Regions from separate parts of the Sus scrofa genome. Here regions 2, 3, 4, 5 and 6 are each linked to region 1. A link is a contact called in public Hi-C and targeted proximity ligation data. All regions are on one chromosome and are shown on one strand. The core of a region is the stretch at or near the end of the contact, and the rest is flanking DNA. Distances in the headings are between cores, read along the strand shown. Region 1 has its middle 35 kb from the start of SUPT7L. Region 2 overlaps BABAM2 (BRCA1-A complex subunit BRE). Region 3 overlaps BABAM2 (BRCA1-A complex subunit BRE). Region 4 overlaps BABAM2 (BRCA1-A complex subunit BRE). Region 5 overlaps BABAM2 (BRCA1-A complex subunit BRE). Region 6 overlaps BABAM2 (BRCA1-A complex subunit BRE).

Region 1 (5,075 bases), core at 1,615-4,114:
ACTGAGCGAGGCCAGGGATTGAACCCACATCCTCATAGATACTAGTTCGGTTCGTTTCTGCTGAGCCACAGCAGGAACTCCAGGGCTCCTATACTTTCTCATCATCGTAACTCACTCCCATATGCCCTTGTCTTTTCCTTTCTGCACCTGACCAAGTACACCCAATACTCTAGTAATAATAGACTCTTTGACCCAAACACAACTTTTGCTTTTAATTCTTCCAATATTTGCCATCAAGACTTGCTGTACATGGCCTTGAACTTTGGTTTCCTGGGCTCTTAAATAGGGAAAATACCTCAGTATCGCTGTCGAGATTAAATAACTGAGCCATCTCTCAAATTTTAGCCACGCTGGACACAGTTGGCTCCCCCAAATGTAGTTATTATCAGCATCATTGTGATCTTGCTAACGTCTGCTAGGTAAGGTCCTGCTCATTTCTTTAAATGAGTCTCACTGTCTTGAGTCTCATTGTCTTCAGGAAGCTCTTGTTCCCCTGCTTGTTAGTAGGCTCTCTTTCCCCACTAGCCCTACAGCACTTTGATTTCTGGCCCTTGCTCGGATGGTCCCATATCCGTTAATTGTATGTATGCAGTGTGCTTGGGTCATTTATGTTTGCGAGCCTTATGAGCTGGGGACAGGAACCATCTCACTTTGTACGCTACCTGTTCCTCATTGCACCTCCCAGTTCACAAAATAGGTGCTCTGTTAACTGTTGCTTTACAGGGGTGAGGGTTGGAGGGCAAGTTCTAGTCCTGGACCTTTCTACCCTTGGGTTTTGGGGGCGGAGAAGGGACCTTTGAGCTGCTTTCATTTCCAGAATTTGTTCCAGACAAGCTGGACAGTCTAGGCGATAACCGTCTTAACAGGGTTAGTGCAGGCAGAGGCTTGGATTCCTATCCTACTTGGGGCAAAATCAAGCGAAACTACCCCTTCCCGTCAAGAAGCTCTGGATTCCAGCAGATGGTTTTAATTTGGGCTTTAAGTCCTCTGCTGGCTCTGGAAAATCTTGATCGTGAGGCTTGGCTCTGGTTTCCTCTGGCTGTCACGCACACCGCTTCAAAAGTCAGTGCAACTGTGGCAAGAAGTGACCACAAGAGGGCAGTAAAGACCCATCACTATGCAGCAATTTGCAGGTGGGGCTCAAAGCCAGTAGACGAGCGTTTCAAAGCAAAGCAAGAGTAACAATCAGATCCTGAACTCTCTCAAAATCAGGATTCTGAAAGGGTTTGGGGCAGCAAGCTGGGTCAGGTCACCAGTGTCTTCTCAGCCTGTTTCTGGTGCTTAGTTCCACCTGGAGAAAGTCTTTCTCTAGTTATAATGCAAATATTTTATGGAGGAGTTTAGGCATTGCCTATCTATTACTTACACACTGTCTTACAGAGAATTTTTCACACTTGTCTCCCCCCCCCGCGCTGTCTTTATTGAGGAACAATTGACAAAAATTGTATCTAATTTGATTGATATTTTGATATATCACTCATTTCCAAACTCTGAATTTTTATTTATCAGACTTAAAAGGTAAAAAGAGGAGACACTATCACCTCTGTTTAAGGAAACTGAGGCTCAGAAACCGGAAGAGACTTGCTCAAAGGCATGCCAAGTTCATGGTGGAACCACGATTCCAGATCCTCTGCTTATTCCTTCTAGTTTTCAGTAGTTTATGTTTGTAAGCTTTGCGAGTTTCTGGAGCAAAGACTACATCTGGTTCCTCTTTTTGTCTTGGAATGGTGCTCCCTTAATCTTGAGGGCTCTGAGTGGGTGTGCTGTATAAGGTTCTGCCCTTTAGGAGTTGGATTCCATGATCTCTCTCTTATCCCTCCTGATTCAGTAATTCTGTGATTTGGAGGCACAGCCCTAACAATGACAGTGGCAGCCCTGAGTGATCCTACTGGCAGAGCATTTCAACAAGGGCAGCCACTTGGCTACCAGCCTATAAAGATCTATCGTTAGCAATGCCGCGAGGGCGGGGGACATTTGGGCAGTTTCTCAAATTGCGCAGCCTTATGGGAATTGCCTTTAGGGGAGGAGAATGAAAAAATATCTAATTTTAGCAGTTACGTATAGGAATATATACTTACGTACACACATGTATATGTATGGTGTAGAATGTGGTGAAAAAAATTTTTTTTTTTTTTTTTTTGCCACACTTTTGGCATGTGGAAGTTCCGCTTCAGAGCCAGGGATCAAACCTGCGCCACAGCTATACCAGAGCCGCAGCAGTGACAATGCCAGATCCTTAACCCACTGAGCACCAGGGAGCTCCTTTCTTTTTTCTTTTTCTTTTTTTTTTTTTCCCCCCTGAGGTCAATTTTTAAAGTGAGTTTATTTGAAGAAGAACATGAAGCCAATAATGCACGGTGGCCTGCAACACGGTACCAAGTGTAAAGGAGGTGTACCAATGAGTGAAGTTGAAGGAACTGTGGTGAGGTGGGAAGGTGTTGTAACTAGAGTCACAAAACTAATCTGAAGTCTGGCTCTGTCACCCAAGCCATGTAACCCTGATTAAGTTGCTGACTATACACAAGTCTCAGTTTTCGCATCTGTAAAGTCAGAAAAGAATTCTTGCCCCCCTTAACACATGTGAGAATACATGAAAGCACACGGAAGCCTGGAGGACTGTGCAGGTGTCCACTGGAGCTAATACTCCCATTCCCACTTCCACCAGGGTCTTTCGGGACCTCTTCACCATCACAGAGGATGCCTCCCAACTAGGGTCTGTCTCCCAGATCCCCAGGACCAAATCCAGTTCAGTTTGTTGTCCACACCTGGGTCTGCCATTCTGCGAGGAGGAGGAGGAGGAGGGAGGGGCTGGAGAAACCCTGGAATGAGTCCGGGAACAAGTCCCAACACATCACTGTTTGCTTTGTCATCCTGGTTCAATGACCTCATACAAGGAAGGGAGGGAGCGGAGGGAGCTGTTCTCTTCCAGATACCTAAGGAGGCTTCTGACATCTACTCTTTCCCTTGTCATGAGAAGAGCAGGCGCCAGGCTGTGATTTTTAAGGTCTGAGCTAATCTTGGCAATGAAAGAGAATGGCACCTCCCACAGCTGGCCAGACGAGGCTTCTTGCGGAGCTGCCTGGAGCAAAGGGGCAGGGGGGCTGCCGTGGGTGTTGGAATCCAGGCTGTTACCCCTGCTCCCTGGAGGGGCTCCGGAATACACAGCCCTGTCCCCAAGTCCTGACCAGCCTTAGTGCTACTTGGGTGCGTGCAAGGCACTGGCATGTCTCCCGGTTGAGGATAAAGAGCCCAGGGAGGACAGCTTTGAGTTGTTCCGAATCTAGTGCCTATGGGACAGCCAACTGGGGTGGACAGTAGCTTCAGCGACCCCAGTGTCATCATCCTCACATACTCCTACATCTTCACACACAATATTCAATGAGGACTTTCTGAGCACCTACTGTGTACTAAGCCTTTTGGGGAAATGAGACAGCCAGCACCTGCACCCAAAGGCTATGTAGGATCTCAGAGTCACCTTTTTACCACTGGGATTCCTTTTGTCATCCTTACCCCAGCCCTTCTGCCATCCTTAATTAATGAATAATTAAGGTGTAAATAAATTATGTTGTCAGCCAGACAAATTGCATTTTTACGGGGGTCCTTTCCAAGTTTTTTGTAGCCAGATATTTATGTAACTGCAGATAAGTACTTCTGCTCAACAATAACTAACAGGGCTATACTGAGCTAGTATCCAGTCTGACAAAAGCAACAAAATTTAGCATTGTAGCTATCCTGATTATCCTGGTTGGGCTCTTTAAATTTTTAAAAAGTAGCCGGCAGACTCCCTGGGGAGTCCATTCAAGGTTTTAGATAGAGGTGGTGACATGACACCTGGGTTTTGAAGGACAAACAGGAGCTCACAATCAGGGAGAAAGATTACTGCAGGCAGAGGGGGCAGAAGGATCCAGGTGCTGGGCCCAGTGCCTCCATACCCGGGCTGGTCAGGTGGATCAGGCTGTGGCTTGAACTCAGAGGGTGGAAGCTGGGGTTTGGAACAGAGCTGATGAGGGTGCAGCTGAGAACCAGGAGTCTTACAGGTGAATGTTCTAGTCTGGTCACATGCTGGTTCTGGAAAGACTGAGGCAGGAAACCCCATTAAAGTCCCTTTGGTTCCTGAGGGCAGGAGGGAAAAAGATCGCAAAGGACAAGCCAAAAAGTTAGTCTCCCACCCTGGCTGCCCCGCCCTTTAGCTCCGAGAGCAAACCATTTTTTTGTGATTTTTTGGCTCATCTTGTAAATGTTCCAGAGTCAGAACAGGCTGTGCCATGGCTGAACAAACCTGTTGAACAAATAAACAAGGCAGGCTTCAGGGCTAGGAAAGCACTAGACGTGGGCCCCCATCCAACCAGGTCCATGGGTTCTGGCAAGTCTGTCCCGAGGCTCTTCCTTTGACTGTGACAGGTGGGAGTGTGGGACTTTGGGGTCCTTGTGGCTCTGTGATCTAAGCAATTTGCCCACAGAGAGGAAAACTCCAGAGCCTCCAGTTGAGCAGCCTCCTTCCTTTTCACTCCACAGTGCAGCTAAGGGCGGGGAGAGGGGAGATGTAGAGGCAAATACTGAAACCAAAGGACACCTGTTTGCTTATTCATTCATCGGACCAGTGCCCAGTCTGTGCGGGGTGCTGTGCGGCTCTTCCCTCAAGGAACGCACTAGGAGCTGTAAATGCTCTAGCTGAGGAGAGAAGGTCACATTTCTTGTATATGCCAAGTTCTCAGCCACCTCAGGACCTTTGCTCCTGCTGTTCCCACCACCTACACCGCCAATTCCTCCTGCCTTCTTGTGTTTCAAGCTCAGCTTGGATGGCATTTCCTCAGTCTGGCTTTCCCTGACCACCCTGTGAGTGGTAGGCTTGCCCATCCCTCGCCGGCTCTCCGGCCACACTCTGTCACCCTCCTAGAATCTATAACAGCTTGGAATTATGTTCTGCCCTTCATTTAGTCAGTTATCTTCCACCTTTCTGATCTGAGTATCAGCCTACCTGAGGGCAAGAATTCTGTTTGCGTTTTCCACCTCTGGACGCGTAGCAGCTCATCCTTGTAGAATACGCGAATATTTTGGCCTGTGCTGTGTTTTCA
Region 2 (5,075 bases), core at 1,686-4,185, 490 kb after region 1:
AAAAAAAAAAAAAAGAATCTGGGGCCTTGCTTCTCAAGGCAGCTTTTGTGGTTACATTCCTTTATTTGATGTGGTTCCCTCCTTCGCCTGTGCCAACCAGTGCAATGTGGAAAAATGATGAAGTTGCAAAAAAAAAAAAAAAAAAGAGAGCGGGGTGGGGGGGCAGGGAGATGGGGAGGGAACTGTTTAGTAATAAGAGAAAGAAAACAGGGCTTAGGGATCAAAGCAAAAATACCTGCCTCTCCGAGCAGAGCAGCGGGAAGCAGAACGCATGGTGTCCTTGTCCTGGGCCTGGGGAAAGACTGAGCGGCCGTCCGCTGGCGCCTTTCAGGCCAGCCCAGGCCCAGCGCGGTAAATGGGGCGCCGCGAGCTGCCTGCAGGTGAGAAGAAGAGCAGCTTGAGAAAGTCCAGGCTGAGTGCTGTGGGCTACCAGGCACAGCAGAGCTAACCTGGGAGGGCCCCGGGGAAGAGGGCTGGGCAGCAGAGGCTGCCTTCCATCCTCAGATGCTCAGAACCGACACGTTTTTAACACCAGCCGACCTGGAGTCAGGTCCTAGGACACTGCCTTGGAATCTAAGCGAGGAAGGTGTCCATGTAGGACTGGGCTCTTATTTATTTACAACATTCAGGCTGGGCAGCTTTTCTATTGTGTGGTTTGAGACATTTTCTGAGTTTTAAAATTATCTCTTCTTGCACTGTGAAAAGAGCAGATATGATTCATCTTAATATTTCTGAGGTTCAGTCACCAACGAACAGCTAGTATTTTGGGTGGGAGGAAGGCTTTTGTAGGCAGCATTTTCACCTAGCATAGAAGTAAAAGCACCAGAATATGCCTCAAGCGTCATTTGAAATCGTATAAATAGCTCGCTCTTGCACAGCTCTAATCCAATATCATTCTGAGAACTCCCACAGTCCACGAGCTGCCTAGTCGTTCACCCCACCCTTTGGCCTGGAAAAGGCTGATTTTTGTGCTTTACCTGCTGATCAAATGGAGTTGCTAAGAGGGTTGACCAAAGGGCCTGCTTTTCATTTTGGTTAATCTAATCTGGGTCTTTTGGCTTTTGTTTCTTCCTGAATATTTTTCCTACCTTCCAGCCTCTGGGGAACTGTCAAGTGATCCTCTAATCCTAGATCAAGAGTCGGTAAACTACAGCCCACTGGCCGGATCCAGCCTGCAGCCTGCTCTGTATAGTCTGTGAGCTAAGAATGATATTCTTTACAATTTTTAAATGATTAGGAAAACATTTAAAGCCTAATAATCTGTGACTTGTAAAAATTATGTGAAATTCACTTCAGCGTCCATAAATAACATTTTATGGGAACACAGCCGTGCATTCTCATGTACATATTGTCTATGGCTGCTTTCCTGCTGCGGCATCAGAGCGGAGGCGTTTCCACTGAAACCTTACGGCTGCACAAGAACAATATTGACTGCCTGGGCCATTACTGCAAAAGTTTGCCAGACCTTGTCCTAGAGCCTGAAAACCTTCTTTTTCATAGTGACTGCTTCAGAAAAGATACATTTACTGACTGCTAATGTGCATTTTGGAAATTTGACTCTCGTATTTTATTTATCCATTCAGCTTTAATACCACAAATATGTATCGAGTGCCTATTGATGAACTTGGCCTTGTTCTTATTTGTGGTGTTCTAGCAGTAAACAGAACGGACAGAACTCCCCATTCTGGAGGAGTTTAGAATCTCGTAAAGGGTGATGAGGGGGGTAGAGGAAGACAATAAACAAATACAATATGCTGGATGTTATGTGGAGATAACAGGCCGTAAAAAAGTAAAACAAAGAGGCGGGGCTACTGGGAAAGGAGGCGGGTTATTGTAAATAGGTTGTTGAGGAGGCCTTCCTGAGAAGGTGGTATTTGAGGAAGACCTGAAGCAGATGAAGAAGTGAGCCCTGGAGTTCCCATTGTGGCTCAGTGGTTAACGAATCCGACTAGGAACCATGAGGTTGCGGGTTCGATCCCTGGCCTTGCTCAGTGGGTTGAGGATCCAGCGTTGCCATGAGCTGTGGTGTAGGTTGCAGACATGGCTCGGATCCCCGAGTTGCTGTGGCTGTGGCTGTGGCCAGTGGCTACAGCTCCAATTAGACTCCTAGCCCGGGAACCTCCATACGCCACGGGTGAGGCCCTAAAAAGACAAAAGACCGGAAAAAAAAAAAAAAAAAAGCAAGCCCTGCAGATGCCTGGGAAGAGAGCTGCAGACAGAGGAACAGCAGAAGAGCTGAGTCAGTGCTCTGAGGTGGAGCAGCCCCAGCTTATCCGCAGGGGTGAGAATCTAGATGAGAAGTTACACTTGATTGGTCTGGCTCCGAGGAAGCTTTCAGGAGCTCCCGTTGTGGCTCAGCGGGTTAAAAAACCAACTAGTATCCATGAAGATGTGAGTTGGATCCCTGGCCTCACTCAGTGGGTTAAGGATCCAGCATTGCCACAAGCTACGGTATAGGCCACAGATGCGGCTCGGATCCTGAGTGGCTGTGGCCCTGGTGTAGCCCTCAGCTGCAGCTCCGATTCGACCCCTAGCCCAGGAACTTCCCTATGCTGCAGTGTGCAGCCCTAAAAGGGGGGAGAAAAAAGAAAAGAGAAGCTTCCGCTTGGAGCCTCTGTTGGCTGAAGTGGGATGAGAGCGAGAGCAGTCGGTTTTGCAGGCGGTTTGCTTGGGAGCGGCTCACTTGGGAGCACATTTCAGGCGTCCACGTGGAGCCGCTGAGCAGGCATCCAAGCGGAGGCGTTGAGTAGGCAGCTGACTCTGTGCGTCCTGAGTTCAGGGAAGGTCTGAGCTGCAGTGTAAGTTTAGAAGGTGTGGGTATAAAAGAGGGATGTTAAGTAATGAAACTGGCCGAGGTTCAGGCTCAAACCCCAGCCTTTGCCGTCGCTCCAGGACAGCTCGCTGGCTATGACGGCACAGAACTTCTCCTTTGACTTGAACTTCCTGTCCCGCCCACTCCACCCTTGACCTGCATCAGGCCGGACCCTCAGATCTCCTTCGTCCTTCCCCAGGCAGATGCCCTGTGACCTGGAGACACACTGGGCCACCTGAAGTATGACATGGGCTTTTCTCAGGGGGGCAGAACGCTGCCCAGTGTGGCCCAGGCCCCCTGGTCTGCTGCCCACAGAGCTCCTAACCACAGACCCCGTGCCTTGCCTCGTCGAAGAGTCTCTTGTGTCCTCCTTACTCCCCGCTGCAGTCCTGACTGGCCTGCTCCCTTGCCTTGCCTTCGGGTTACCCGCATGCGATCTGCTTCATCTTCCCATGTGCACATTCAGCAGTGATCACCTTTTTTCTAGTTGTTTCTTGAAACGTCTCCCACGCCGGGCCTTGAGCTCCTTAAGGGCACGTCTGTGTTTTCGTCATCTCCTTTCGTCCACAGCACCCTTCAGACAGTCAGTGACCCGATGCCTCAGGGATGGGAGGCAAATGTGGTTTTACCACCGCCCCCGCCCCCCATCCTGTTGTGCACCTTCCGGATGCCGTGCACAGCAGGTGTGAGGACCACCCACCCGCACTCGCCTCCACTCGGGAACCAGGTCACCCCTCAGACCCGCTGAGCTTAATATAAATCAGCTTCTCCGGGGTGCAGCCCTGGGTATCTGAGTTTTTAACAGGCTTAAACCTTGGGTAAGTCATCCATCTCAAGCCTCAGTCTTCCCATCGCTGCAATGAGTATGTTAACACTCGTTACCTACTACGTAGGGCTGCCGTAAAAATCCAAATGAGGGCACTTTGGAAACAAATTATAAAGTGCTCTGTACTAGTAGCCTGGCCAATCGCATCTTCTGGTATCTTTTCATTTTTGTGTGTGCGCAAGCCAAGCTCCAGCTACCCACAGGCTTTGAGCAGAGACCAGTGGTGTGTAGGTGAGGTTGCCTCCTGCTGTCCATTAAGGGGCTGAGCCTTTATAAATACTGCGAGTCAGGAGCCAGGTCGATACACTTCTCTACCCTGGTCAGGCAGAAGGATTTTTTTTATTCTTCGCATCTTCTGTTGACCATTAAAATCTGCGTGCAGTGAGGAGAAAGGAGGTGTGGGAGAAATGCTCGTGGGGAGCTCCCGTTGTGGCTACACCAGTAACTGACTAGTATCCATGAGGTCTCAGGTTCAATCCCTGGCCTCGCTCAGTGGGTTAAGGAGCTGGCGTTGCCCCGAGCTGCGGTGTAGGTGGCAGACAGGGCTCGAATCCGGTGTTGCTGTGGCCGTGGTGTAGGCCAGCACCTGGAGCCTGGAGCTCCGATTCCACCCCTAGCCTGGGAACTTCCATATGCCACAGATTCAACCCTAAAAAAAGCAAAAAAAAAAAAGCTTGTGGCTTTAGTGTAGGAGAGCTATGGTATGCACTGATTTTTTTTTCCCCCAATTTTATTGAAATATAATCGAAAAATAAAAACATGGGCTATTTAAAGTGTCCAGTATAATGGTTTTATATATATTTATATATATATGTATTGGGTTTTTTCCAATAAATATGGTTCAAAAGTCAATTCCTAGGACAAATAACCTCTGTGTGTGCAGTAGCTGAGCAATAAAGCCATTCCTTGGAGCCTCAAGGTTGTACATTTACAACGAACAATAAATCCACTTATTCCTGAGGACTAGTATTTGAAAACAGTTCCTCTTCTTAAAGAAATTGTGATGGAATCAACTGCAGGTTACAGGCCAGGGATCAAGATGCGACAAGAAGGAAGAAGCTTTTCTCCCCCCTTCCTGTATCCGTGTCGTGCGTGGCCGGGCATCATTACAAGTAGTTCCTACCGAATCTTAATAGAACATCTGCTCAGTTCATTGTCGTTTTTTCAGGACTTACTTTAAATGCTTTTCCACATGCTAACAAGATCCTGATGGTGGACATCTGTTAAGATTGTCCCTTAAAGGCTTTTCTGAGATGTTAACAAACTTAAATACATTTCTGGACAAAAACTTGCTTAGTGTTCGTGTCAGTAGGCAGACTCTGTTTGCAATTACGCTCTTCTTGTCTTTTGTAGTTCTTTAAGTGTAACGTTTCCTTGCTGGCATTTCACCGCCTCCCTTCTGGAAAGGGTCCTTCAAGTCGTCTGGCCCTCAGAGCT
Region 3 (5,075 bases), core at 1,866-4,365, 430 kb after region 1:
CTGGAACGGCTTAGAATCCAGACCCACCTTCCACTTTCCAAGCAAGGGTTAGCCAGAACTCTGGGGCAGACCTGTCCCGGATATTATCCTGAAACCCCCGGGAGCAATACTGAGCCCTGCATTCATAATGCAAAAGGGAACACAAGTGGGTGTGTCCTTTTTTGGCACTTGTCCCCGCTCCAGTTTGTTCTTTTGCGGTCAAAGAATCTTGCACAGCAGTTACTCAATGCCGAGCTGGTACAGCTGCAGCTAATTTAACCACTCATCTGTTGCGTGAGGTGCTGTTTTCGTTTTGCAGCAGGGGTAAACTGAGGGATGGGATCGTTAATTAGTGCATTTAAAGCCGGGGATGGACTCTGAAAAATCTTGGGCCAAACAAGCGGACACCCTTTTGTTTGCTTTTGATTTCAAATGTAATTCACTAGGTACCTTAATTTGCATAAGTTTAAATTTTAGCTTTTGTAACCACTCTTCAGATCCAATTACTAATTCCTAAAATGAATGCCAGTGGTTTCCAATGAAGCCTTTTGCATTTATGCTCCCGGTGGCTGAGGGTTGGCAATTGTCTAAACAGAAAATTTAGAAATTCGATACATTGTACCTTTACTGTTTTCAAGCTGCCCCCAGGAGGTGCTTAGGCCAAGATGAAGAAGGTACCCTACTTTGAACCCTGAGTGCAGGCCTCACCCCTGAGCAGTAGAGATAAAGGGCCCTCGAAATTGTATCCCACTTTCTGGAGAAGGACACGTGTGAAAAACTAGAATTTGCATAATGGTTGAAGTATAGACCCTGGCGCCTGAAAGACCTGGGTTCGAGTCTTACTTCCAGTACATAATAGCTAGGCAATACCGGACCAGTTCCTTAACCTTTCTCTGAGTCAGTTTTGTCACCTGTGAAGTGGGCATGAGGGCAGTTGTAAGGATTGAGTTAAAATGTGCAAAGCACTGAGCGTAGTGTCTGGCACACACACAGCCACACACAGGAGGCACCCCATGCGGGAAAGCTCGTCTGGTGCAGCCCCCTCTGTGCCGGGTCCCTTGCTGAGAGCTACCCATGCACAGCAACTGATTTCGTGGTCCCCACCGGCCAGCCAGGTAATCCTCTTCCTTCCACAGCCAGAACAGTGTGAGCTGAACATTTGCATTCTGAAGCATTTTGACTGAATATGACACTGCACTGGTGACATTTTGATAGCTGTCACTGCATGGTTTAGTTCCAACATCTTTCAGCACATTCGGAAGCATCAACCTTTACATGTTGGGGCTTCTCCAGCAGCAATTATAGCCACAAATGAAGAAAAGCTATACATGTTCCCATAAAATATCGAGATTTGTGTCACAGGCCTCTGGTGACAAAGACTTGTTGAACTGCTAGATGTCAGCTTTTTTTTTTTTTTTTTCCCCTTCAGATAAAATTAAACTATGGAGTAACCATCCAATCCATGAGATTAAATTGGTTTTTCAATCACAAGTCTATAGACAATCAAAACTGGTACCAAATATCTTTATTGAAAAACATTCTGTATCATGTGTGGACAGATAAGAGTGGGGTGCCCTAAAGACAAGATGTTCGGAGGCCGGCTTCTGGCATTTTCCCCCTGGTGAAATCCTTGCTCTTCCCCACACGCCTTCCCTGCATGCAGCTACTCTGCTTTCTCCATGACCTTCTTCTGAATGTGAAGCTCTGAGCTCTAGTGCTTGTTCCAGCCCGCTCAGTAGGTGGACTCCGGTAAAGTTTAGAATTGGTTTTCTTTACAGCCCCAAATGGCCACTTTCAAAATAATTCGGTTCAGTGTGGCCTCTTGCATTGTATGAATCAGTAGCTGACTCTCCTGAGAGGCTTTAGAGCTGCAGAGAGCTCCATGCCTCTGGGGTGTGGGGCGGGGGGCTCTTTTCCTGGACTTTGAAGCAGGTCACAGAAAAAGGATCTGAAAAGAAATCCCATGTGACTGATGACCAGGACACCACTGATATCACAACTTAAACTCCTTGTGTAGATAACACGGAGCCAAGAGCAAAGGTCTAAGAAAGAAGCGTAAGGCAGTCTCCCCTGCCTGGGACGTAGTAACGTGCCAGATTTAGGCACTCATGCCGTGGTGAAGGAGAATAATTTTAAAATAAATAAGAATAAAATAAGAATAATAAAAAGGCCTGCTCCCTAGGCCTTAGAAAGAGAAACGGGAAGTAAAGCAGATGGCAGAGCGAGAGAAGTTTTGAGCACAGCCAGAAGAAAGGTGAAGGGTGAGGCGAAGTCTGACCCTGTCATGACACAGTGTCCTCCTAAGAGTGCCACTTGGGTAAGATGGGCTGGGCTGGTGGAACCGGGTCAGAGGCTGCAGGAGGGACCCACGTGGCCCAAGGCTCTAAGGTGAGGCGATCCAGCGTCACCTGCCCCTTGGGGGTGCTGCCCTCAGGGCACTGCCTACTGCAGATGGCTAGAGTGTTCTAAGCTCATCTCACCGCTAGGCCCGCCTCTACTCACCTCTACTCAGCTGGGGAGGCAGAAGCTAACAGGTGATCCCGGAGATGGGAGAAGAATTTTTCCATGGACCCCTCTTCTTCCCAGAAATTCCTAGATTCGGTGATTGATTACAAGGGGCACATCTGGCACGAGGAAACAGACTCTTTCAACTGATCACACTTAGTATCTTGAGACCAGGGGCCAGAGGGATGGAAAACAAATGCGAATCCCCCTAAATATCCCGTGACTGGTCACTTTCAGAAATCTTTTCTTTTCTTTTTCCTTCCCTTTTTGGCCATACCCACGTTAGTGGAAGTTCCTGGACTGGGGTTGAACCCACACCTCGGCATTGACCTGAGCCACAGCAGTGACGATGCTGGATCCTTAACCGCTAGGCCATCAGGGAACTCCATGACCAGTCACTGCCATGCACGCAGTAAAAGTACAGTGCTGGTGGGAACTCGTGCAACTAGAGCAAGGCAGTCCCGGGAGGACATACAGTTGGAGTTTGCTCTTCCCTTCTGCGTGGTTTTTGCCGTGTCAAACACAACTGAGTGAGAGCTGCCCCCGCAGCCCTAACTGGAGGCAGGGGAGGCTGTCCTGGCCTGGAACAGGCCTCTTTCTGGGCCACTGTCAGTGCTGTCTGAGCAGAGGGAGCACAAATATAAACCTCGGGCACATAAGGACACGCACAGGCCACAGAGCCTGTCAAGGGTTCTGTCATGTTCCGAATGAACAGATGTTTCTCCCACAACATTCTTCTTGGGGTTGGTCCAATGCATTTAAAAAAAAAAAAAAAACAACCAACACTGTTTACACTAATTATGCCCTTTTGCTGCCTTTGCTTGTTTTGTTTTGCTCTTCTCTTTTTCCCATACATTAAGAACTGTTCGCGTGAGGAAATTCTGCCCAGCTGCTTTTGGGAACAGACCCTTCCATAGCTTAAACCGGGAACCCTTTGTTCTTGGATCTGAGTGCAGCTCAGATTGCCTTGTCACATGTATCTTGGCGCTTCTTCCCTGAAGTTTATAGGCTTTTTAAAATCCATTTCCTTTTTACCCCGAAGACGATCAGCTTTCATAACTTTTCTTAAAGTAAATTTATCCAGATCCCTGTATTGTTTCGAGTTCTCTTCAGTGGCTCAGTCGGTGTTTTACTCAACAGTCCATATATTAAGTACATATTAAGTTTGGTGAATACCGTACCACTATCCTAGGCATTAAAAGGGAAATTAAACCCTTTTCTCCTTCATTGGTTTGTGCATATTTTCCTCTATTTATCCATTTTCTTCACTCGAGAGAGATTTTTTTGTAGCTTCTGTTGTGCTCCAGGTCCGCAGTGGGTGCAGCAGAATCAGTGATGAGGCAAGGGCTTCGCCTTCAAGGAATCCCCAATATACTGGTAGAAAAAGACACGTACAGAATTGAATTGCCAGTCAGGGTGATACGTGCCATAATAGCAGAGCGTTCCAGCTTCTTTGAGGAGGGGGATGCCTTGGCTCTGCCTCAGGCAACAAAAATAGCTTTACAGAATGAATACCTGCCACGGGAGAGTGTTCTCCACAGCGAGCAGTAAATCCAGAGACTAGGAGCGGGGAGAGAGGATGTTTGGGAAGTGATGATTGATTTGGTGGGGTCAGCGTCTAGCGAACAGAACCAGGAGCGACAGGAGATGGAGCTGGAAAAAATAGGCAGCCAGGTTGGGAAGGTCATTTTACACGCCGCATTTGAAAATGTACAACATGTCATATAGAAAATGGGGGTGGGGCAGGAAAGGCTCTGAAGCAGAGAAAATACATCCTCAGCGTTCTGGGCTGAATGGGGGTCCAGCCAAATGCATGTGTTGAAGCCCTAACCTCTCCCCACTCCTGGTCTGGCAAAATGTGACCATATTTGGAAATAGGATTTTTAGAGAGTTAATTATTAAAGTGAGGTCATTATTCGTGTGGGCCCTAATCCAGATGATGGGTGTCCTTATAAAAGGATGAAATTGGGCCACAGACACACGCAGAGGGAAGAAACAGAGAAGAAAGCCATCTACAAGCCCGCGAAAGAGGTCTCAGAAAAAACCCAACCCTGCCAACACCTCGATTTTGGACTTCTAGCCTCCAGAATGATGAGAAACGTTCTATTGTTTGAGCCAATGACAAGTGAAACGGTTTCATAGAGGACATTTCAGTAGCTTAACAAAGGATCCTTAAGGATTTCAGAGATATATTTATTTGTAAGTACAGTTGGCCCTCCATGTCTGCAAATTCTGCATCTGTGGATTTAACCAACCACAGATGGAAATATTCACGGAAAAAAGAAATTTCAGAAAGTCCCGAAAAGCAAAACCTGAATCTACTGTACTTAGGCAAATATTTACATAGCATTTACTTTGTATTAGGTATTATAGGTAATCTAGAGATGATTTAAAGCATATGGGAGGGGAGTTCCCGTTGTGGCATGACAGAAGCAAATCCGACTAGTATGCACAAAGATGTAGGTTCAATCCCTGGTCTCACTCATTGGATCGGGGATCTGGTGTTGCTGTGAGCTGTGGTGTAGGGGGCAGCTGTAGCTCTGATTCGACCCCTAGCCGGGGAACTTCCATATGCCACGGGTGCGGCCCTA
Region 4 (5,075 bases), core at 1,629-4,128, 370 kb after region 1:
GTATGTGTTGGCAGGTGGAGTGAGGCAGGGTCTCCTGCATTCCTGCCACTGAAATGATAATTCTTTTTTTTTTTTTTTTTTTTTGTCTTTTTGCCTTTTCTAGGGCCGCTCCCACGGCACATGGAGGTTCCCAGGCTAGGGGTCGAATCAGAGCTGTAGCCACCAGCCTACACCAGAGCCACAGCAATGTGGGATCCGAGCTGCGTTTGCAATCTACACCACAGCTCACGGCAACGCCGGGTCCCTAACCCACTGAGCAAGGCCAGGGACCGAACCCGCCACCTCATGGTTCCTAGTTGGATTCGTTAACCACTGCGCCACGACGGGAACTCCTGAAATGATAATTCTCATGCTCCTCTGCCTGCTTCTCTCACCTGTGCTAACAGGGGTATCTGTGTAGGTTTGTGAACAGAGTGAGGGCTGGGATAGCATTTGCCTTCTCAGGCTGTGCATCGAGAGCTTCCCGCCCCGGCTTGCGCTGCTCCCTGGTCTGTGTGAGCAACCTGTGGGCTTGTGGGGTGTGGCATGTCATCGGCTACAGTCTGTGTAGGCAGCCACCCAGACTGGGGACAAAGTGTTTGTTTATATTTCTTTTTATCTCATGCTACTGGAATTTCTACTGTTCGTAGACGCTTTATGATGTTCATCATGGGATGAGCGCAGCAGTTCACGTATAAGCTCATGAGCAAATATATGTAAGACATACTGATGGAGCCCAAACATGTTTTGCTCATAGATTATGATTTGAAATGTTTGGAGGTCAGTCCTCCAGGCCAGGAGACCCCAAACCTGGATGGGCAGTTTAATCTCTCGGTAAGATGGAAAAAAAAGAAAAAAGAAAAAAAAGTCCAGATGTCCTGGGCCCAACCACACATATATAATCACCAGGGGGTACGGTCCGGGAATGTTTTTAAACAAGAACCAGAATTTGAACCACTGCTCTAAGGTATGGTCCCTGAAAACTATCTTCCTCCTTATAGCTGCTGGAAAAATATCTTAGTGCCCGTTGCAACAAATAGACTTTTGGAAGGGTGTAGTGCTTTGAAGCCTGTTTATGAATTGACCTGCTTGTTTATTTGTTATCCCCTGTTGAAAGGTCAGCTCCAAGAAGTGGGCCATTGTCCAGCTTGTTCCCCACTTGTTCTTAGAATAGTGCCTGAAACATAGACGTGTTCGGTAAATATTTGTTGAGTGAACAAATACATAACAAAACCCTTTTCCCACTGTGTTTAGGTAAGACGGGTCCCTTCTTGGTCTTCAGATACCAAAGAAAGGATTGGCTTCAGCTGTGCTGCTGTCAATTCGAACGAGAAAGTTCTTGGTTTTTGCACTGAGCTGACTGCAGTTCTTTAATGTTCAAAAATGATGTTACTCCCTCATATTTCATTGTATTTTGAACGCCATCAAAGAACACAGTGGCAGCTGGAAGGTGACATAGAGGTCCGCTTTTATGTCAGTCCTCATTTGAAGTCCCTGCGTCTTTAAGGAGAGGGCTAGGCTACAACTTGGTCATCCTCCAGATCCAAGAGGAAATGGATTGTAGCAGTTGGGCCTTTGTAGAGCAGATGTTTTGGTTGGAAAGGCTATCAACCATCTGACTCATAATAAATCCTCACTTCCAGTAAATTCCCAGTTTTCAGTTACAGTAGGTAGGATGCAAGAAAACAATGTCTTCCACTTTGGGATCTTTGAACTCGTTTCACATGTTACCCCCGTGCCCCGTGCATTACTTTGTGTGAAAGGATGAAATACCAGGGGAGGTTAGAGCAATTCCAGGAATAGACTCCGTCCGTTGGTGTTTTCAAGGGAGACCATTGGAGGTAGACCAAAGCCACTGACTTGCCCGACGTGGTACTAATGACGAGAAAAAACAGCCTGGAGTTTTCTTATATGTTCCCCTATTAAAATCATTTCTAAATTTGTTAATTTGAATAACCTATAAACAAGCCTATAGTTTTCTATTGTTTGATGGGGAGGGTTCCTTTTTTTCTTCTCCATAGCACTTTGAAAATAATTCTATCATTCCTGACATGACTTCTTGAATTTGAGAATATTTGTTTTGTGGGGAAATTTACTCCGTACACGCAAGCTTCTCGAAAGTCTACCAAGATCCATCTCTAGTGTTCCATGTGGATACATCGGGATTACAGCAATGGTGTTAAACCTATCAGATTTTGTATCACGTGCTTGGTAGAGGGGGTCCGTTATTAACTTGGTCAAGTGCCATGTTACTGTCCTCCTCCTGCTTTCATCTCCAGTCAGTTTCTTTTTAACCATCACTGAAGTGAGAAGAGTCCCATAATCTTCACAGCGATAATTGAAGAATTCAAGATCCCATTGCTTCTTCTTTGAGAGCAACAGTCCCGTCGCTCCAGACAGGGGCCGGGTTCTGATTCATGAAAGCTTCTTAGGTGACCTAGCCTCCCAAGTGAAACATTCAGAGTTTGGGAGTAAGCAGGTTACTTATCCAGAACGCCGGACGTTTCCTGGGTTGGTCTTTGGCTTTCTTATCCACATCAAATGACTCAGAAGTAATACTGTTTTCTTTCTACCTCTTCTATGTCATTTTGTCCTCTCCATTTTCAGCTGATTAGATGGTCATCATATACTCAAAAAACTCCTTTAACACAGGACAGTAAGAGAGCATTTCTGGCCTTTATATTTCAAGGTGCATTTGCACATCTTCAGAATTACTGTCACATCTCTGCAGGGATGGAAAAGATAGAATAAACAGTGTGTCTGCATTCTCCCACTGCTGATAACTGGGATGTGGGAGAGCCATGGCAGATGTAAGAGACAGAAGATTCTGACTGTAGCCTAAAGGGGAGAAAGCAGAAGTGGTTAGTCCCATGACAGCGTGTCTTACTCATCTTGTCTCTCCCACGGCGAAAGCATGGTGCCTTGCACGTAGCAAGTACTGGATTATGGTGGGAAAGGCCCGGGCTCTCAATTAGAGAAGACCGCATTTCTTTCCTGATGCTTCACCTGCTAGAAGATTTTGCACATTTTTTTTTCTTAATCTTTTTGCGAAATTTTTAAATTTGCAAAAACAGAGGTCACAGTATCTCTCTTAAAGGGTTGTTGGTGGTACAAGTTGAGGTGCAATGTGTGACCCCCCCCAGACAGAAACCAGCTTTGCTAAGCAGCTTTCTAGAAGAGGCACTGCCAACCCCTGTTTGACTGCTAGGCATCATCAGATCTTGACTCCAGGGTCGGGAGGAGGTCAGCCATTCCAGGTAGACAGCTATACCCAAACCTGGCAAAAAGATTCCTCAATTTGGGGAAAATGGCAGTATTTGGGCAATTACCTCACCCATCTTATGATTTGAGAATTACACATGTTTTATTATGCAATTAAGCATAAATGTGTACCATAAAACTTTAAGGCGGGTGTAATGTGTTTCTGTTTTAAAATTCCTACTTCTCTCTTTCTATTCGCTCCTAAGGAACAGTGCTTTTATAAGTACTGATCTGGATTTTATCATCTTTTAGTGTTTTTGAAATTTTGAAACAATCTCAAATTTATAATAGAAATGTAAGAACAGTACAAAGCATTTTTTTTAGCCATTTGAAAGTGAGTTGTGCCATGATGCCCTTTATTATCATATATGTCAGTGTGTTTTAGGAAATAAGGACGCAATTACGTATAGTCATAAAGATCAGGAAATTAACATTGATGTCCTACCACCATCCAAATCTCATTAAAATTTCACCAGTTGTCCTAATGATTTTCTAATAGCAGAATTCCAGTTAGAATCATGGATTATGCCCAGTTGTCCTGCCTCTTTAATCTTTAATTAATGAATTCATCTTCCTCAGTTTTTCCTTGCCATTCACAGCAAATTTGGAGAATATGGGCCAGTTTTTAAAAGTCTCTCTCCATGTGGGTTGTCTGATGGTCCATGGTGATGGGATTCCGTTTATGTATCTGTGGCTGGAGTTCTCGCTGCCCGCTCTCCAGTGGCACAGCCTGTCCATTTGCCCTCATGTGTTCACCCCGGTCACTTGTAGAAAGTGATGTCTGTAAGGTTCTCCACTATAGGTAACTCTTTTTCTTTTTGTAAATGATGAGTATTTTGTGGGGAGGTCCTTTGAAACTGTACAAATATTTCATTTTCTCTCTTTCTTTTTTTTAGGGGTGCACCTGCGGCATATGGAGGATCCCAGGTTAGGGGTCCAATCGGAGCTACGGCTGCTCGCCTACACCACAGCCCCAGCAACGCAGGATCTGAGCCACGCCTGCAACCTACCCCACAGCTCATGGCAATGCCAGATCCTTAACCCACTGAGCGAGGCCAGGGATCGAACCCTCAACCTCGTGGTTCCTAGTCAGATTTGTTTCTGCTGCACCAGGACAGCGGAACTGCTAAATATCCCATTTTCCATTGAACTTCGTTTTGAGTAGCATGAATTTCCCATTTGATTGAATGGATTGTAGTCAGTTGCCATCATTGTGTATTTTGATGTTCAGTAGTATTTCTGTATCTATCTATCTGTATCATGCTCGTACTGATACCTCCACTTCTCTTTATACATACATGTAACTTTCTTCTTTGAAAGTGAAAAGTCCAGTTCCCTTATCCATAGTAGATTATGGGTGTATGACACACAGTCTGCTATGTGTGATAAATCCAATCCCATTATCTAAGTTACGGATATATTATGGATCTATTCTATTGGTCCGTCCCCCCCCCCCCCCCCCCGTGTGTAGCCAGTCTCCCACTGATGCTGCTGTCCTTCCCTCACTCTCCTTGGGCCCTGACACCCTGCACCAAGCTACCTTTCTGTGGGGCCATCCTTCTCGTTCTGCTCTGGGCCACTGTAGACCTCCCTCCCTGACCCCACATTCAGCCTTGGCCTCTAATCCATCTTTCCCAAGCTGTTGGGATACTCTCTCTAAAGCAGTCTGATCATGTCCTTACCTTGTTTTGAATCCCCTTTTGTGTTATCTTTTAAAACGAACACAAATTCCTTAGGTCAAAAGCTTTGAGGCTGTTTATGGTCAGGCGCTTAAACGGGTCCAGCTTCATCTGTCACCCTCCTCACGAGTGTCCCCCGCTTCCATCCTCCTGAAC
Region 5 (5,075 bases), core at 1,136-3,635, 350 kb after region 1:
CAGCATTTAAAAATGGTTAAGGGCTTGTATATTTTAAAATGAAAGCAGTATTAGAACATTAACAAAAATAAATTTGATCTCAGTAATGTAGATTTGTCTGTGGGCACACTGCTTGTGTGAGGCAGAAAAATCAATAAACTTTTTGGTCATCTAAGAGGGGAAAAAAAATCTCCAGAAAATAGTGGAAGAGATGGCACAGCTTTAGATGAGCCATCTATCAGCTGATGGCTCTATGTGTGTGTTGAGATATCTATCTGTCTATCTCACAGAATTTACCATCATAATCATTTTAAAATAGCATCAGTTCAGTGGCCTAAATATATTTATATTGTCAGGCAACTATCACTACAATCCATCTTCATAACTCTTTTCAAGTTGTACAGCTGAAATTCTATACCCACTAAACAATAATTTCCCATTCTCCCCTCCCTGCAGACCCCGGAAATCCCAAACATACTTCCTGTCTGTATGGTTTTGACTAATCTCAGTACCACATGTAAGTGGAATCACATAATATTTGTCCTTTTGTAACTGGCTTATTTACTTGGCATAATGTCCTCAAGGTTCATCTATGTTGTCGCATATTGCAGAATTTCCTTCCTTTTTAAGGCTGAGTGATATTCCAGTGTATGTATAGACCACATTTTCTTATCCACTCAGCTGTCAATGGATACTTGGCTTGCTTCCATATTTTAGCTATTGTGAATAACGGCTGCTGTGAAAATAGGTGTACAAACACCTCTTCAGGACGCTGCTTTCAATTCTTTTGGATCTATACCAGAAAGTGGAGTTGCTGGATCATTTGGTCATTCTTTTTTTTTTTTTTAATTTTTAAATTTTTTTGCCTTTGAGGGCTGCACCCGCAGCATATGGAAGTTCCCAGGCTAGGGGTCGAATCGGAGCTGTAGCCGCCAGCCTCCACCACAGCCACAGCAACTCGGGACCCAAGCCGCATCTGTGACCTACACCACAGCTCATGGCCACAATGGATCCTTAACCCACTGAGCAAGGCCAGGGATCGAACTCGCAATCCCATGGTTACTAGACGGATTCGTTTCTGCTGAGCCACGACGGGAACTCCTCATGTGGTAATTCTCTGTTTACTCTTTTGAGGAACCGTCATCCTGTTTCCACAGCAGCTTTACTATTTTACGTTCCTACCTGCAGTGCACAGGGCTTCAATTTCTCCATATCCTTGCCAACACTTGTTGTCTTCTGGTTTTTTGGGGAGTAGTCGTCCTAATGGCTGGGAGGTGGTATCTCATTGTTCTGATTTGATTTTGCTTATCAGTCGCTCATGCATCTTCTTTGGAGAAATACCTGTTTAAATCCTTTGCCCACTTTTGAAATGGGTTATTTGGGTTTCGTGTTGTTGAGTTTTGGAGTTCTCTATGTATTCTTGACATTCATCCATCAGGTAATGATTTGTTTTCTCCCGATCTGTAAATTGCCTTGTTACTCAGTTGATACTATCTTTTTAATGCACAAAATTTTCAATTTTTCATGAAGTCAAATTGATCTGGTCTTTCTTTTGTTACCTCTGCCTTTGGTGTCATATCCAAGAAATCATTGGCAAATCCAATGTGAAGCTTTTGTCCTATGTTTTCTTCTAAGAGTTTTTATTGTTTTAGGTCTTAGACATAGGTTAATTTTTCATTTTGAGTTAATTTTTGTATATGGCGTTTGGTAAGGAGGGATTCAACTTCATTCTTTCACCTGTGTGTATCTAGTTTTTCCAGCACTCTTTGTGGGGATGGTTGTTGAATAACAGTATAAACAGGTACTGCTGTTATGAGAGACCCAACCATGCCCTTGGTTTTCAGTGCCCTGTAGACCACACAATTCAGAGCATGGTTCAAACAGAAGAACAATGCTTTTAAAACCACCTAAAACTACCTTGGCAGTCTTATTTTTAGTAGCCCTCTACAAGCATGTTAATTTCATTATTTCAATAAACTCTCTATTTGATTGACTGGGACTGGATTTAGTAGACATTTGTCAGGCTGTGTCTTCCCTGGAGATCTGTTATGCTTGGAGTATGTAAGGCATCTTTTCCTCTTCAAACAGTGTTAAGTTAGGAAAGTGTTGTGGTCATATTATGAGTACAATTGTCTAAGAACATTAAGAACCTTAGCCTGGATCTTTTGTAACCATAAAAGGCAATGTGTCATGCTTTCCTGTTTTGCATGGATGAGAAGGGAGTAAAAAACACCAAAAGAATTTTTATTGCATAGAAATATTTCCTTCCTAGCAGGCAGTGTGTGAAGCAATAATGAGCCTAAAAAACAATCTTATATCGTCGTGAGAGCAGAGGGCTGGGACAAGCACTGTGGCCACACAGACTCAGGGGCTGGTGAGGAAGCTGCGGATTCCAGCCCGGGTCCCTTCTGCCTACCCGCACAGCACCTTCCCCTGGACGGGTGGGCCGGGGACCTTTCTGTGCCTCTTCGCACATCCCTCTGAGCCCGGCTGGATGGGTCGTAGCTTCCTCTCTCTGGAAGAGGAACTTGTCACAAGTCTGTGGTGCAGATAATTGGTGAAGACAGGCTAGAACCACGCTTCCCTAATTGCCAGTCTGTGGCTAAGCCCAGAGGAGTGTCCATTGTGTTGAGCAGTTGTTTTCTGTGAGGCAAATTACCCGGTACAGAAACTGTCCCTTTTAGTGTATTCGGTGTTGCCTCAGCCCTTGCAGACCATCGCCACGCAGCCCTCAGTACCGTCCGTCTGCCTGAGCGCTGGATTTGAGACCAGCTTACAGAGCCCACGTTTTCCAGCAGCCTCATTTACACTGGGCCCGTCTTAGGCTTTGGGTTTTATTTGTTTGTTTGTTCTTCGGCATCGTGCAAGTTCCTGGGCCAGGGATCAAACCTGTGCCACAGCAGCCACCCAAGCCATAGCAGTGACAATGCTGGATCCTTAACCTGCAGCGCTACCAGCGACCTCTCCCTCTCACATTTTTAGTGCCAGGCTAGTCCTACTTTTTTTTTTTTTTTTTCCTTCATTAATGGCCATACCTGCAGCATATGAGGTTCCTAGGCTAGTGTCAAATAGAGCTGCAGCTGGCAGCCCATGCGCCAGTCATAGCACACCAGATCTAAGCGCATCTGTGACCTATGCCAAACTCACGGCAATGCTGGATCCTTAACCCACTAAGCGAGGCCAGTGATCGAACCCGCAGCCTCAGAGACACTATGTCAGGTTCTTAACCTGCTGAGCCACAATGGGAACTCCCCTTTTCTTTTATTACCACTTCCTTCATTTCATCCCCAAGAGAATTTAGGTTGCTGAACAGAAATGACTGTCAATGTGTTTTTATGCCAAATTAGGAGAATCCGTGGTTTCTTTAGTTTGTTTCGGAACCAGTATCTTTCAGTAGACTAAACCTGCCTCATTCTCTGGATGTGGAGATGATACAGCTACCTAAAAGGCATAGGAATTTGTTTTATCAGATGCTTTTCTAAAGATATGTTTACATGCAGTTTATTTTTTAAACATTCTGTAGTATGTATCAAAATTAAGGTAAACAGTGAGAGCTGCCTAAGATTTCATGGTGTGGCTGTGATGTGACTGTGGTACATTGTTGTGGGGGGAGAAAAAAAAAAACCAAGCCATTCACTCTGATATCAGTAATTTGAACATGAAGAGCAACTGTTCTTTAGCGTAGTGTGTTTTTCGGCTTTAGAAGCCTTGCATTCCTGGGAAGACAGTGCAGGGCAAATATATGGTGTTAGTTCTCTGATGTGGTTGGTATTGCATGGCTTTAAAAAGAAATGTTTTAAAGATAAAAGAGTGGAGAGCAGACATAGGAGAAGAGGGAACATTTTATACCGTCTGAGTTCTGTTAGTGGTTAAGAACAGCAAAGGCTACGTGTCCCCTGGGTTCCAGTGCCAGCTTTATCACCGGCTCTGACCGTGACTTTTTCCCACTTATCCTGATTTGTTGAGAAACTATTAAAATGGAATCCTCTCTCCATCTGTACCATTCTCCTCAAGTAATCGTGCTGACCTTGTGCCCCTCTGATGCATCCCCGCCTTTTGAGACAACCTTGGTACTTGGGTCATCTCTCTTCTCCGTCCTTTGCCATTTTCCTCGTCAGTTTTGGTGTGTGAGATGGTGATCCGTTCATCACTCTTGAGCCTGCTAGATGCTTTCCGCTTCCGTCTCCTCTCCCCACCGCCCCTCTCGGCTGTGCCTTGGGTGCTCCATCACTGCCGCTGTGCTTTTTAAGATCTCAGAGCTCTCCTCGGTTCAGGACTCTGCCGCCTGAACTGCCGCCTCTTCCAACCAGATCTGGGGATCTGGGTCTTTGCCTTGAGCCATTCGCTCCTAGACACTGCTGAGTCCCTGCCCAGCTTTGTCCCAAAGACCTGCCACTGGAGCACCACCTTCGTGGCCCTTCTAACCACAGGCTTGGTCCACTGCATTAGTCACTGCATACTTTCCCTCTTTTTGCAATGCGATGGTAGAACATTATAGAAGAAATTCCATTATAATGTAATTCCCATACTGATTTGGTCCACTACTAATCTGTGATTCTAATTTCATTTTAGGCCCTTCTTATGGCTCACAGTAATTTCTTATCAATTCTCTAGAACATTCTCTGTAATGACTAAAAAATATTTTCCATTCTCCCTGTGCTTCCAGTTCTAACTGGCCTACCCTACCTCTTAAGGAGATGGTCTTGCCTCTTACTTTACTGAGATTGTTGATGTTTCTTGCCACTGTGCACGTACACTTATTGTCCCTGGGATATTGGTGACAAAATGTTACCTGTAGCATCATGTCTCTGAGGTCTGATGGAGCCTTTAACTAACTGGGTATCTAACTCTCGCCTTTGTCTCAGCTGTAGAAAGTGGCTGTCTTGGAAATAGATATTTCTGGCATGGATATATTCAGTTATGCAGTGATTTCTGCTTATTGAGTAGTGTCCTATGTGGAGTGGGTAATAAGGAAGATTAGAAAGACTAGCCCGCCCTCCTTTCTTTGAATTGATAATGAGGGAGACATTCCTACTTAATCTAGGGAAAACCTTCGTTAGTATGCACTTGGCTCTAACCATGAATTTGGGTACCTT
Region 6 (5,075 bases), core at 1,600-4,099, 260 kb after region 1:
GGCCAGGGATCAAACCCGCAACCTCATGGTTCCTAGTCGGATTCAGTAACCACTGAGTCACGACGGGGACTCCCATAGACTTTTCATTTAATGTGGGAAAATAATGTGAATACAACATAGCACAGGGCAGAGGTCCAGTTAATTTGGTTTGGGCCTGGGGTGGAAGGTTTTTTATGCAACATTAACATGACAATCATCTAGTTAATCTGTGCTTAGAAGTATTTTTCAGGGACAATAGGAAGAGTTGATTCTTTTTTTTGTACGGCACACCTGTGGCATATGGAAATTCCTGGGCCAGGGGCCAAATTAGAGCTTCAGCTGCAGGCCTTTGCCACAGCCATTGCAACCCCGGATCCAAGCTGCATCTGCAAAAACTGCAGTCCGTGGCAGTGCTACATCCTTAACCCACTGAGCGAGTCCAGGGATCGAACCCGAATCCTCACGGACAATGTGTCACGACAGTGTGGATGCATTGTGGACAGTGTGGCTTAACCCACTGAGCCACAACGGGAACTCCCTGATTCTTGATTGAGTTGGTTATTTATGGAGCATTTTGCTGTTTGCACTCTTGCTCTGAGCCATGTAGTCCTAAGCAATGCTGATTAAAGAGCTATCCCTGAAGTATGAGTTAGTCAGTGGCTTTGCTTTTTGCTCTGTTTTATCTGACATGTTTGCTGTACTGTTTCATCTGTCATATTATGCCTAAGATGCTGACTTTACCGATGCTCTCCTTTACTAATGAAAAAGCATCAAAATCCATAATAGGCAAATGGAGGAAAAGCCTGTCTGTGGGTGTTTATTGATTACACACTGTATATCCAACACTGTGTTATTATGTGGCACTTGACCTCAAGGAGGCTAAATTTTAGGGAGATACAGACACATGAAAACAAATGGCTGTCGGTGTATCTAATTCGGTGTTGAGATGATTGATACAGGAAGTGCTGTGGGATAATCGCATAGTGTTTTCACCTGCTTTATGTACTGTGCGAAGAGAGGATGACCCATACATTAGGACAGAGGTGCCATTAAAATGAAAACGGAAAGTTATTATGGTTGGAACTGTGGGATTAAAGATCATAAGAAGGAAGTTAGAACTTGTGCTGAACCCTAAGTGGTGGGTCTGCTCTGGTGGTTACAGGTGCTTCTCTAAGCTTGTCTTCTTCCAGTCTATTCCTTGCTCACCCTTCTCCAGCCACCCAGGCCTCCTTGCTTGTCCTCACAAATGCTAAGGACCACTTCCGAACCTTTCCACTTGCTGGTTACCATTTTCATTTCCGTCTGCCTGGAACTTTCTTCTCCCAGCTGTCTGCATGGCCTGCTCTCCTCCAGAGTTCCCGTCTTTCTGCCAGAGAGCCCTGCCCTGACGTCCCAGCTCATTCCTTTCTCACCTTTATCCTTGATTTTCTTCATTACACTTTATCACCCTCTGATGCATTTAGGGCTGCTTATTTATTAGCTCTCCGTTTCTGCTACGGGACCAACTGCTCTTTCTTGCCTGGAGGTGAGGGGTTTTCTGGGATTTCGTATGTTCACTGCTGAGCCGGGACAGTCCCAGGCAAACTGGGATACGTGATCACCTTTGTTTATTCACTAGCCCAGACGATGGAGTTTGTTTTGTTCACTGCTGTACCGCAGTATCTAGAAGAGTGCCTAGTGTGTCGAGGAGCACACCACGGATCTGTTAGGTGAACAGTTTACCCTTCAGGTTCTGCATTCCCTAAGGGACTTGTTAGTTTCCAAGACCAGAAAATGTTTTATTGATTGATTGATTGGTCTTTTTAGGGCTGCACTCATGGCAGATGGAGGTTCCCAGGCTAGGGGTTGAATCGGAGCTGAAGCTGCCAGCCTACACCACAGCCACAGCAATGCAGGATCTGAGCCGTGTCTGTGACCTACACCACAGCTCATGGCAACACCGGTTCCTTAACCCACTGAGCGAGGCCAGGGATCGAACCCCCGTCCTCATGGGTACTACCTAGTGGGCTTTGTTAACCGCTGAGCATTACGGGAACCCCCAGAAAATGTTTTAAATGAACATTTCAAAATGGAAGATAGATCAGTTTAGAGAACTTCGGGGAATAAAAATCAGTTAACAGAAACTCCGAAGCAGTGATTTTTCAGCCTCGCTGTTGCAACACCCTGGGGTGTGTTCAGCTACCTCAAAGGGTATTGTGAAATTGTTTTCCCCCAATGTAATACTGATAATTCACTTCGATTTAAAATACAATTGCAGAAAGGAGGAAGGGCGGGTCATATGCTTCAATGAGAAGAACATGTCGTAATTCGTAGCATGGTCGGAAACCACTGCTCTCTGGCTTCCTGGTTCGAAGAAGGTGAGGACAGCTTTGCGTTTGGGACAAGCACCTTCAGGGTCGGGCACCACCCACTGGTTGTGTAATTCCTTCGCTGACCCTGTTCTGCTGGTGTGCAAGGGAAGCGTAGAAAGAAACACGGTACTAACACCTCATCATTCTCCTCCCCTCCTCTTCTCTGCGCTCCCTAAAGAAAGACGTCTTTTGAATGTGTCCATGCAGAAGAGTGTTCACATCTTGTGTGCTGAAGAGAAGAGGGTTGAGGTGTCTGTAAAGCAAGCACTAAGCTGAGATAGACTGCGTGGCCCACTGCTGAAAAATGCCATCCAGATGCGCGATGCCCCTGCTCCTGGGCACTTCCGTGGCCACGGCCTGGAGCATGTTTTGAAAAAGAATGCTCTGCATCTTTCAAGTGTCTCATCTGAGACCTATCAAGGACTCCTCTCTCACCCTCAGGCTGGACAGAATGCTCAAGACAATAGACGAGCAGAGCTACAGCCTCAGGTGATGTGAGCAGGAGTAGTGGTCGGTGTGGGCTCAGGTGCTGTGGGAAGGTGTGGGAGGAGCAGCTCACCAGAGCCAAGCATAGCAGGTGTCAGGGCCTTGGAAACAAATATTAATATAATGTCGAAATATAACTTGTTGAAGAATAATGTATCTGCAGAAGAGTGTTCAGGTCAGGAGTATAGAGTGTGGCAAATTTCCAGAAATGAGCACATCACGTAACTGGCACCCTGAAGATCCAGAGGCGGAAGGTATCCAGCTTCCAGAAGCCCGACTCCTGCCCCCTCCCATCACTGTGACCTTCTTGCCCAGAATAAATGCTCTGCTGCCTCTATCACCGTTATGAACTTTGCCTCTTCTGGATCTCTCTGCAAATGGCATCAAATAGCCTGTAGTCGTGTGTGTCTGACTTCCTTCACTCAGCACTTGTCTGAGAGCTTCACCCGTGTAGTGTGTTGTTGCTGTACACTCACTGCTTACAGTGTGCCATTGCGTGAGAATACCATGGTTCATTTTTCCGTTCTAGTGCTGGTCAGTGTTTGGATTTTCTTTCTTTTATTTTATTTTTTGTTTGCTGTTGTGAATGGTGCTGCTGTGATTGTTCCGCATGTCTCAGTGACTGTAAGGGTGCATTTCTCACGGGTTTATGCTGCAGGGCGAACTCCCTGGCCCACATGGTAGGTGATTCAGGAGAGGACTGTTAATACATGTGCATAAAAGCACAGTTGTAGTATTACGGCCCTGGGTTCTGGCCTTCCTTCAGTAACTGTAATTGATAAGAGGCTGGCCAGGCAATTCAGGCAAGCTTTATTGGGGCCCTTGCTGTGGCAGGGCGGGGGTGAAAACAAGCAACAGGTTCCTTTGCTTGTTTACACCCTGACAGTGTTGGGGGGCAACTGGTTCCTTACATGGGGTGAGGGTAGGGGCGAGTCCAGGGGTCAGGCCAGAGAGGTGGCTTAGGTAGTTTGCCCACCCCTTTGGTGGTGGTGTGTGTAGGGGGCATGTGTAGTACCCTGCTTTGCTCTCCGCTCTTCAGAGGGAGCAGTTGGTTTTTTTAGGATTTTTGTTGTCTTATTGTCCATAATTTGACCCAACTATGCATGCACACAGTTATTTTAGTCCCTTATAATTTCTTTGTATTTTGTTGCTTGAAGAGATGTTTGTCTGGGTGCAAGTCCTGCAGCAAAGGGTCCTAGGTCGCAGGTCCCAGCCTGGCTCATTGCTACTCTAACCAATGGTGGATGACGGAGAGGAGTATTAATATACATGCATTTGCATACACCTGTATAATTTTGACGGCATGTGTTGTAAACAAGGCTTTAAAAGCACAGTTGTAGAAAAACAGAACATCTTGGAAGTACAAACAAGGTGCATTTAAAATGTTCCCTCTCACAAGACAAATGAAAAGGCAAACCAAGCTATTTTTTGAAATTCAGTGGCAAGTGTAAATTTAGCAGATGTTGCCAGTTTTGATTTACTCAATTGAATTTGTAAGAACTTTTTGGGAAAATGAGGTACTGAATTGTGTGTGAAGCATTTCCGCTCAAAAATCATGTATTCGGAGGAGTTATTTAATGATCAGTTTTGAAGATGAGTATTGTCCTTGGTTGGTCATCTCTCTTTGTTGTCCTCCCTTTATCACTTTTCTTCCTCTCCAGCACGCTCCTCAAATAATTGGATCTTTAAATTATCATAATGTATTTTTATTAGTGACAACCTAAAATACAGATAAGTACCAAGAGAAACAAATCCTTAATCCCGCACAATTTAGAGATGAATATTATTAACATTTTAGTGTATTTTACTCCCAGTATTTTTCTGTATATTTGTCACATGCATATCTGTCCTTTATAGTTTTGAGTAATTTTTTTTACTTTACATATTATTGTTAGCATTTTTCCTTTGACACTAAGAATTCATCTGAAGCATCTTGAATTATTTTTTTATTTAGCCATGCCTGTGGCATGTGGAAGTTCCCAGGCAGGGCTCAAGCCCATGCCACAGCAGTAACCAGAGCCACAGTGGTGCCAACACTGGATCCTTAGCCTGCAGAGCCACCAGGGAACTCCTGAAGCATTTTAAAAAAATTGGCTTCTATTGTTTTTACCTGTCCCTAATGCTTAGTGCCTCCCAGGAAAATAAAAGGTATAGCTCAAATGATTCTTTTTCTTTTCTTTTTTTTTTTTGTCTTCTGTCTTTTGAGGGCCACACCCACGGCCTATGGAGGTTCCAGGCTAGGGGTCTAATTGGAGCTGT

The links. A called contact is a pair of places that touch in the nucleus more often than the background predicts.
Region 2: a contact with region 1 is called in a targeted proximity ligation map of alveolar macrophages. A contact is called at or near these places in 1 of 47 Hi-C or Micro-C datasets (fetal heart ventricle) and 2 of 2 datasets of targeted methods (alveolar macrophages and skeletal muscle).
Region 3: a contact with region 1 is called in a targeted proximity ligation map of skeletal muscle, with 6 times the contacts expected there. A contact is called at or near these places in 2 of 47 Hi-C or Micro-C datasets (embryonic fibroblasts and heart right ventricle) and 1 of 2 datasets of targeted methods (skeletal muscle).
Region 4: a contact with region 1 is called in a targeted proximity ligation map of alveolar macrophages. A contact is called at or near these places in 3 of 47 Hi-C or Micro-C datasets (embryonic fibroblasts, retroperitoneal adipose tissue and subcutaneous adipose tissue) and 2 of 2 datasets of targeted methods (alveolar macrophages and skeletal muscle).
Region 5: a contact with region 1 is called in a Hi-C map of embryonic fibroblasts, with 2.7 times the contacts expected there. A contact is called at or near these places in 2 of 47 Hi-C or Micro-C datasets (embryonic fibroblasts and subcutaneous adipose tissue) and 1 of 2 datasets of targeted methods (alveolar macrophages).
Region 6: a targeted proximity ligation map of alveolar macrophages shows a contact between it and region 1. A contact is called at or near these places in 1 of 47 Hi-C or Micro-C datasets (embryonic fibroblasts) and 1 of 2 datasets of targeted methods (alveolar macrophages).

The regions. Positions count from the first base shown.
Region 1 is chr3:111,493,745-111,498,819 of Sscrofa11.1, reverse strand. No RefSeq gene overlaps it. Among named protein-coding and RNA genes, the nearest start is that of SUPT7L, 35 kb to the left of the region's middle.
Region 2 is chr3:111,004,456-111,009,530 of Sscrofa11.1, reverse strand. All of the region lies in intron 7 of BABAM2 (BRCA1-A complex subunit BRE), which reads left to right. Among named protein-coding and RNA genes, the nearest start is that of FOSL2, 160 kb to the right of the region's middle.
Region 3 is chr3:111,065,456-111,070,530 of Sscrofa11.1, reverse strand. The region is part of intron 7 of BABAM2 (BRCA1-A complex subunit BRE); the gene reads left to right. Among named protein-coding and RNA genes, the nearest start is that of FOSL2, 230 kb to the right of the region's middle.
Region 4 is chr3:111,118,829-111,123,903 of Sscrofa11.1, reverse strand. All of the region lies in intron 6 of BABAM2 (BRCA1-A complex subunit BRE), which reads left to right. Among named protein-coding and RNA genes, the nearest start is that of BABAM2, 210 kb to the left of the region's middle.
Region 5 is chr3:111,144,536-111,149,610 of Sscrofa11.1, reverse strand. All of the region lies in intron 6 of BABAM2 (BRCA1-A complex subunit BRE), which reads left to right. Among named protein-coding and RNA genes, the nearest start is that of BABAM2, 180 kb to the left of the region's middle.
Region 6 is chr3:111,228,930-111,234,004 of Sscrofa11.1, reverse strand. The region is part of intron 4 of BABAM2 (BRCA1-A complex subunit BRE); the gene reads left to right. Among named protein-coding and RNA genes, the nearest start is that of BABAM2, 97 kb to the left of the region's middle.